Regions from separate parts of the Ovis aries genome. Here region 1 is linked to region 2. The links are chromatin contacts, called in public Hi-C maps. All regions are on one chromosome and are shown on one strand. Each heading gives the region's core, a stretch centred on a gene start, on an enhancer-like site or on the middle of the called end of the contact. The rest is flanking DNA. Distances are from core to core; before and after follow the strand shown. Region 1 holds the start of MSRB1 (methionine sulfoxide reductase B1). Region 2 holds the start of IGFALS (insulin like growth factor binding protein acid labile subunit).

Evidence for each region. Hi-C and Micro-C count contacts between places; a contact is called where the count stands out from the background.
Region 1: a Hi-C map of liver shows a contact between it and region 2, with 4 times the contacts expected there. The contact joins the promoter of MSRB1 here to the promoter of IGFALS in region 2. A contact is called at or near these places in 3 of 16 Hi-C or Micro-C datasets (liver, mixed tissues and omental adipose tissue).

The regions. Positions count from the first base shown.
Region 1 is chr24:2,029,146-2,032,910 of ARS-UI_Ramb_v3.0, reverse strand. MSRB1 (methionine sulfoxide reductase B1) reads left to right here and starts at 2,200. Exons shown (of 2, transcript XM_060406031.1): 1 at 2,200-2,361. The coding sequence starts at 2,307. RPL3L (ribosomal protein L3 like) reads left to right here. Exons shown (of 10, transcript XM_027961462.3): 6 at 16-176; 7 at 366-467; 8 at 905-1,046; 9 at 1,287-1,406; 10 at 1,659-1,797. The coding sequence ends at 1,774.
Region 2 is chr24:1,890,099-1,893,738 of ARS-UI_Ramb_v3.0, reverse strand. It overlaps IGFALS (insulin like growth factor binding protein acid labile subunit), which reads left to right and starts at 1,321. Exons shown (of 2, transcript XM_042240110.2): 1 at 1,321-1,368; 2 at 2,361-3,640. The coding sequence starts at 1,353.

The DNA of each region.
Region 1 (3,765 bases), core at 951-3,450, 140 kb before region 2:
CCCTCCCGCCTGCAGGCGTCACAAGCCGCTGGCATACAAAGAAGCTGCCGCGGAAGACCCATAAGGGGCTGCGCAAGGTGGCCTGCATTGGTGCCTGGCACCCTGCGCGCGTGGGCTGCTCCATTGCCCGGGCTGGGCAGAAGGGCTACCATCACCTCACGGAGCTCAACAAGAAGGTGTGTACGCAGGTCTGGTGGGGGGATGTCCATGACCACACCCCGGGGACCCAGACACCTGCCTGGCTCCTGAGGCTCTGAAATGCCTCCTCCAGCGCCTGGGTCTCAGCCCGTGTTCTCATGGGCGTGGACATCTTGCTGACCCCAGAAGCCACCTGCCGTCCCCCACATGCCCTGTCCTCCTGGCAGATCTACCGTATTGGCCGGGGGCTGCACACGGAGGACGGGAAGGTGGTTAAGAACAATGCCTCCACCAGCTACGATGTGACCGACAAATCCATCACGCCGCTGGTGAGAGTGGGCGGCCGAATTGGCTGAGGGGTCTGGTGTGTGTGTCTGGGGCAGGCTTCGGGGGCACCACTCTCCCCAAGAACTCAGGCACCAGCAAGCCGCCGCCAGGTTGGACCAAACCTCTGCCGTTTCCTGCATCCTCAGCGTCTCCGCTGCAGACAGCATGTCCTCCAGCTGCTGTCCCAGCATTCGGGGTCGAGCAGCTCCGACTCTGCCCTTGGAGCCAGGCTGCCTGGGCTCACACCCCAGCTGCGGGATGTGGCAGCTGTGGGGCTGGGAGCAGTGACATCACCGCCCACCCCTAGCCTCAGTTTCCCCCTCTGTAAAATACAGAGTTTTAAATAAGACAGTAGCAGGACAGACTTAGGGTCTGGCTCAGAGACTGTCCTGATGTGGTCTAGAGTGTCACCCCAGGCCAGTTCCCCTACTTTTCTCAGCCGCCCCTAAACCCAGAGCCTCTTTTCTGGACCTACGTTCCCTCAGGGCGGCTTCCCACACTACGGGGAAGTCAACAACGACTTCGTCATGCTGAAGGGGTGCATCGCGGGCACCAAGAAGCGGGTCATCACATTGAGGAAGGTCAGTGCCAGGTGGTGAGCGGGGAGTGGGAGCCCCATGGGCTGTGGAGTGGGTTGGGGGCAGGGGGCTGGCCTGCCCAGTCCTCCAGCCCGCTCCAGGAGGGCAGGGTGGGGAAAGCAAAAAGGGAGGGGTTCTAACAGAAGGTGGGTGAGTGAGACCCTCCTGTGTGGACTGGGGGTGACAGGAGGGGCTGAGTGGGGACCTCCCGCCTTGTTGTTTTCCCTCTCCCACGGGCCCCAGTCCCTCCTGGTGCACCACAGCCGCCAGGCCCTGGAGAACATCGAGCTGAAGTTCATCGACACCACCTCCAAGTTTGGCCATGGCCGCTTCCAGACAGCCCAAGAGAAGAGGGCCTTCATGGTGAGCCCATCCGCCTTGCTCTCTGGGGCTCAGACCCCACATCCCATCTGCCCCAGGGTGGGCATCTGGGGCCCGCATGCCCCTGCACTCATCCACAGAAGGGGCTTTCAGGGGTCTAGTCCTGGGCACGTGGTCTTGCCGGAAAGGAAGCAGGGGAGGGACCGGCGGGAGGGGGCGCGGGGCTGGCTCCGAGAACCCAGGCGGCTGGTGAGACCCTGTGACTTAACCCTCCTCCTGTCCCTCGCCCCCCAGGGTCCCCAGAAGAAGCATCTGGAGAAGGAAAAGCCGGAGACCTCCGGAGACTTATAGGCAGGATGGGACGGAGGGGGCCTGGAAGAAGCGCGGCGCAACCCCCGCTGGTGCCCTAGTCTAATAAAAGCCAGAGGCAGTTCTTCCGTGGTGTCTCAGAGTTGGGGGGCACGGAAAGGCTGGTCAACAGCCGGTACTCCAGGGCTTAGAGCCGGGAAGGGAAGAGAGCTGACATGTCTTCCGGTTCTCTGCAGCCGCCGCCAGGTGGCGGACGCGGTCGGCTGCGCGCCCTGCGGCTCGGGGCGGGGCCTCGGGAACCTCAGAGCCAAGGTCCTGGCTGGTGGGCGGGGCCAGCTGGAAGATGGAGGGGGCGTTTCCTCGGAAGGGCCCTCCCGGAGGCGGAAGTCGAAGCGCTAGCCTCGGGGAGGGATTGGACCACGGAAAGGGGCGGGGCAGTGGGAGGCGGGCCCTGCGAGGGTGTCTCGCATCCCCGGACGTGATTGGCTGCCTGGGGGAGCTGGGCCTCCGGGCGCCGGGGCCGGGTGGGGATCAGAGAGGGACTGGTTCTCGCTGGGCGGGCACAAGCGGCGGGTCCTGAGTCTGTCCTCGGATCCGTCGGAGGCGTCGCCGTGCGGTCGTCCCTCCGGCGCCATGTCGTTCTGCAGCTTCTTCGGGGGCGAGATTTTCCAGAACCACTTTGAGCCGGGTACGATCTGTAACTTCTGGGAGGACAGCGGGCCGGGCCGTCGCTGCCCTCCGGGTGGCGGTGGAGCCCCAGGAACGCGGGACGAGTGTGGCCGCGCGGGGAGGAGCGCATGCGGGGCAAAGGCTATATGGAGGAGGGAGGAGTCTGGGGGGCCTGGAGAGAAGGGGTTCCCCAGGAGAGGGAGACACTGGAGAGAGCGCAGGCCTTGAGTGCGAGCGTGGCCCTTTCCGGGGAAATCTGTGCGGTCAGGGTAAGCGCGGGTGGCGACGCCTTTCGGGGTATCCGAGTCAGGATCGGGACTTTAGAGGGACGCGCTGGAAGGTCCTGTCCAGGAGCAGCTCCTGTGACTGGCTCCCTTTCCTTGGGGCATCGCCCGGTTATGACCCCAGCCCTTTCTCCTCCGCAGCTCCCCAGACCTGCGGGGTGAGCTGGAAAGCACAGAATGTCCTGTTGGGATCCAAATGTAACTGCCTGGGTGCCTCCCCCGCCTTCTCAGGGGGCCCAGGGTTGGGTAACCAGGCCAGGCTCCCAATGGCCAGTCAAGTTTGACTGGACAGCCTGGGCCAGCTAGGAGGGGTGAAAGGTGGGGGGTGAGTGGTTGGTTGGGGCATGGCCCACCCTCAGCCCTGGCCCCAGGCTTTGAGAGATCAGGTGAATCACATTCTGGGCTGTGCTGCCTGGTCATAGGCTAATTTGGTAAAAATGTGTCCACAGGCAAGACTAGAGCTGCGACCTACCCCTGGGCGGGGTTTCTTGGATGTCAGCTCTCTAGGGGCCTGGGCTGTGACACCTGGCGTCTCTGTGAGCCAGCTGCGACATTAGGACCCTCTGGTTGTGGGACTTGGGGTTGCCCTCCAGCTGCTCAGCCACACTAGAAACCTCACTTCCACAGCACCTCCTGGTTCCTCTTTTCTTTCTCAAGTTACTGGTAAATGCTGAGTTGTCATGGACTCCAGGGAGACTGTCTCTAGGCCGGGCAGGGGGCAAAAGGTGACTCAGTACCCCTTGAGGGACCCCCAAGCAGTTTCCTGTTCTGCAAATCAATTTTGCGACCTTTCCCCTCCCCTCCTCAAGGTGATCTTTTGGGGATAGTTTAAAACCCATTTTTCTCCCTGCCCCTCTGTCTTCCTGGGCCCTCTGTCTGGACCGGAAGTATTTTTATTGGGGTCTTTCTTTTCCTGCTTGGAGAGCAGGCCGGTGGCTGGGCATCCTGCTCAAGGCTTCTTTGGGCAGAGGGTCAGCCGTGTGGGAAGGGAGGTGGGCTAGTGGTGGTGAGGCCTGTTTATGTGTTTGGGGGGGCAGAGCTGTGTCCTCATCAGACTGCCTGGGTTCCTTCCTGACTGCACACCCTGTAGCTGAATGTTTTGTATGCCTGTACCTCAGCTTCCTCATCTGTAAAATGGG
Region 2 (3,640 bases), core at 72-2,571:
GGACAGGCGCCGGGCCTCTCGCCGGCTGGGAGCTTTGCGGTGCAGAGGCCCCAGGGCCCGACTCCTGCTGAGTCTGCACTTTCTACTGTGTAAATGCGTGTTTGCCCTGTAAACTTCTGGGTGTGGACTTTCTCCCTGCAGATCTATAATTTCTCAGAAGAGCAGCTGAGAGATGACCTGGAAAAAAATCAAAGCTTGATAAAGGGAGGAAGACAAAGCCAGTCCTTGAGTCATGGGATGAGCAGGGGAGGAGCCACGAGGCAGGGGGTCTCTGGGCCCCGGGGGCTCCTGCCTCACTGGAAGGCCTCCACAAGCCTAGCCTTACCCACGCATGGTTCTGCCTTTTTCAAGCCCTGCTGACACAGGCCCTCCACCCCAGGCAGAGCAGAGGAAGGGGTGGGCGGGCACAGCAGCCATGGGCAGGGTCCTGGTGAAGGGGAGGGGCAGCTGGAGGCCAGCCCAAGGACGCAGCTGGGTCTGGAGGAGCCGCACCCAGCCTCCCACGTCTGACCTGGGGCTGACCTCAGGCCAGACACTGGGCCCCCCGAGGCCTGCACACTGTGGGGTGGCCGTGCCCCACAGGTACCCCAGAGGGCAGGATGGGGCCACTGCTTCGGGGGCTGGTCTCACAGCCCCAGGATCTGGCCCCCGAGGCCAGGCCACCCCCACTCTCCTCTCTGGAGAATAGGGCTGTGAAAGCAAACAGAGCAGCCAGGACCCGGCCAAGCATTCCTAGAAGAGGCTGGGGGTGGGGCACGGCCAGACAGCAGCTGACCCTGAGGTCACGGGAGAAGAGGAGGCTGGGCCGGGCCCTGGGAGCTGACCGAGGACCCCACCCAGGTGGGGAGGAACGGGCGGGGCGTGGTCAGCATTCGGGGGACTGGCAGGCCCAGCTTAACTCCCACACGGCCATCGGCTGGGCAGGGAGCCCCCAGGAGTCCCCGAAGGGCCCCCACCCCCAAGCAGGGGGAGGCTGAACACTAGCCCCTCACAGGCTGCTCCAAGGGAGACCCCCGCCCAGCACTGCCTGCAGCCCCAGCTCCGAGGCCAGCCCTGCAGGGGGATGGGGGGCAGGGGAGCCGGGACGATAGGGATGGGCCCTCGGGCCTCAGAGCCACACCGGCCCCCTCACCCCTGAGGGCATGGTAGGCAGACGCCGCCCCAGCCCGTCCCTTGTGCCACCTGCCCCACACTGCGCTCTGAGCCGCCGCTGGCGCCCGGCAGGAGGGGGTTAACGGCGCTGGGGCCAGCAGCTGGGCTGGCCGGCGACACGGGTGCTGCCCCGCGGAGGGGAAATCCAGAGGGCAGGAGCAGCGGCCCAGCAGACGACCCGCTCCCGCTCAGCACGAGGGATGGCCCCAAGCAGAGGTGAGGCTCCCTCGGCCCCGCCACTCGCGCAGCGGTGGCCAGCCCATGCCCCCGGCCTACCATGGTAGGGGCTGCCCCCGGGAGGGCTTCGCTCTGGGAGCCCCCGGGGGAAGCCTGGCCGCTCCTCTGGGGGGAGCGCCCACCTCCTCTCCCACCCCGGGCCCTGGCGGGGGCGCAGGGGATGCAGGGCCTCGCACAACCCCAGGGCCCTGCCCAGGCCCCCCCAACTCCTTGGAGGCCAGGCCACTGCCACCCCGTCCCCTTGCGGAGCCTCGCCCACCCCAGCTGCTGTGGCCACCCTGAGACCCGGAGCACTCAGGGCAGGGAGGGGCCCGCTGCGGGGGACAAGCCCAGTGCCCAGTGGAACTTCCGGGGGGCCTTGAGGGGAAGCCTGGCATCCTTTGTCCAGTGACAGAACCAGTCTCCAGTGGTCAATGGCCTGGGGCCCCATCTGCCCGCGAGGCTGGCACCCTCCTCCTCTCCCCACGCTGGCGCTGGGCTACGTCCCTGGTACGTGCCACACACATACCAGGGAGGGGAGCGCCCCCGATTGGGTGGTCTGACTGGGGCAGTGGGCATCCAGCTCAGTGTCCAGGCCCTCAGGGCAGCAAGCGCTTGCCCACCCAGGCCTGCTCCAGAAGGTTCTGTCGCTCACACCTTCCTCCAGGCCTGCCTGGCAGCCGAGGCTGGCTTGAGTGTCCACCTTGGAGATGAGACTGACCCACGGCCTAGTGGCCAGGTCCCTGGTCCCCAGTTCCCTCTGGTCCTGCACAGTGGAAAGGGCAGCTGGTCTTGACCTGGAGGACGTCCCGGTCCTGCCCGTTGACGCGGGGCCCGCGTCTCTCGCCCACACCTCCGCTCTGGTCAGCGGGGCCTTCTCTTAACGGGTGTGTGTCGTGGTCCTGGGGTGCAGCTGAGGCCTGGAAGGTCCCATGTCTTGCTCCGACCTGAGTCCCCGTCCCGGGCCCCTCCCCAAGCCCCTCTCCCCGCAGGAGGCCCGGCCCTGGTGGTGCTGCTGGTCTCCTGGGCAGCGCTGGGTCCCCACGGCCTGGAGGGAGTGGAACCCACGGCGCCAGCAGACCCTGAGGGCCTGCAGTGCCCAGCCGTCTGCTCCTGTGGCCATGACGACTACACGGACGAGCTCAGCGTCTTCTGCAGCTCCCGGAACCTCACGCGGCTGCCAGGGGGCCTCCCGCCCGGCACCAGGGCGCTCTGGCTGGACGGGAACAACTTCTCCTCCATCCCTGCGGCCGCCTTCCGGAACCTCTCGGGCCTGGGCTTCCTCAACCTGCAGGGCAGCGGGCTGGCCAGCCTGGAGCCGCAGGCGCTGCTGGGCCTGCGCAGCCTGTGCCACCTGCACCTGGAGCGCAACCGGCTGCGCGCGCTGGCGGCCCACACCTTCCTGCACACGCCCGGCCTGGCCTCGCTCGGCCTCAGCAACAACCTGCTCAGCCGCCTGGACGAGGGCCTCTTCCAGGGCCTGGCGCACCTCTGGGACCTCAACCTGGGCTGGAACAGCCTGGCTGTGCTGCCCGACGCCGCGTTCCAGGGCCTGGCCGGCCTGCGGGAGCTGGTGCTGGCAGGTAACAAGCTGGCCTACCTGCAGCCTGCGCTCTTCTGCGGCCTGGGCGAGCTGCGAGAGCTGGACCTGAGCCGGAACGCCCTGCGCAGCGTCAAGGCCAATGTCTTCGTCAAGCTGCCCAAGCTCCAGAAACTCTACCTGGACCACAACCTCGTGGCTGCCGTGGCCCCGAATGCCTTCCTGGGCATGAAGGCGCTGCGCTGGCTGGACCTGTCGCACAACCGCATGGGCGGCCTCCTGGAGGACAGCTTCCCGGGGCTGCTGGGCCTGCACGTCCTGCGCCTCTCGCACAACGCGCTCGCCGGCCTGCGGCCCCGCACCTTCAAGGACCTGCACTTCCTGGAAGAGCTGCAGCTCGGCCACAACCGCCTGCAGCAGCTGCCTGAGGAAGCCTTTGCGGGCCTGGGCCAGCTGGAGGTGCTGGCGCTCAACAACAACCAGCTGCAGGAGCTCAGGCCCGGCGGCTTCCTGGGCCTGCTCAACCTGGCCGTGCTCAACCTCTCCAGCAACTGTCTGCGCGACCTCCCAGAGCGGGCCTTCCAGGGCCTGGCCAAGCTGCACAGCCTGCACCTGGAGGGCGGCTGCCTGGCCCGCCTGGGCCCGCTCGCCTTCGCGGGCCTCTCGGGGCTGCGCCGGCTCTTCCTCAAGGGCAACAGCATCACAGACGTGGACGAGCGCAGCCTGGGGGGC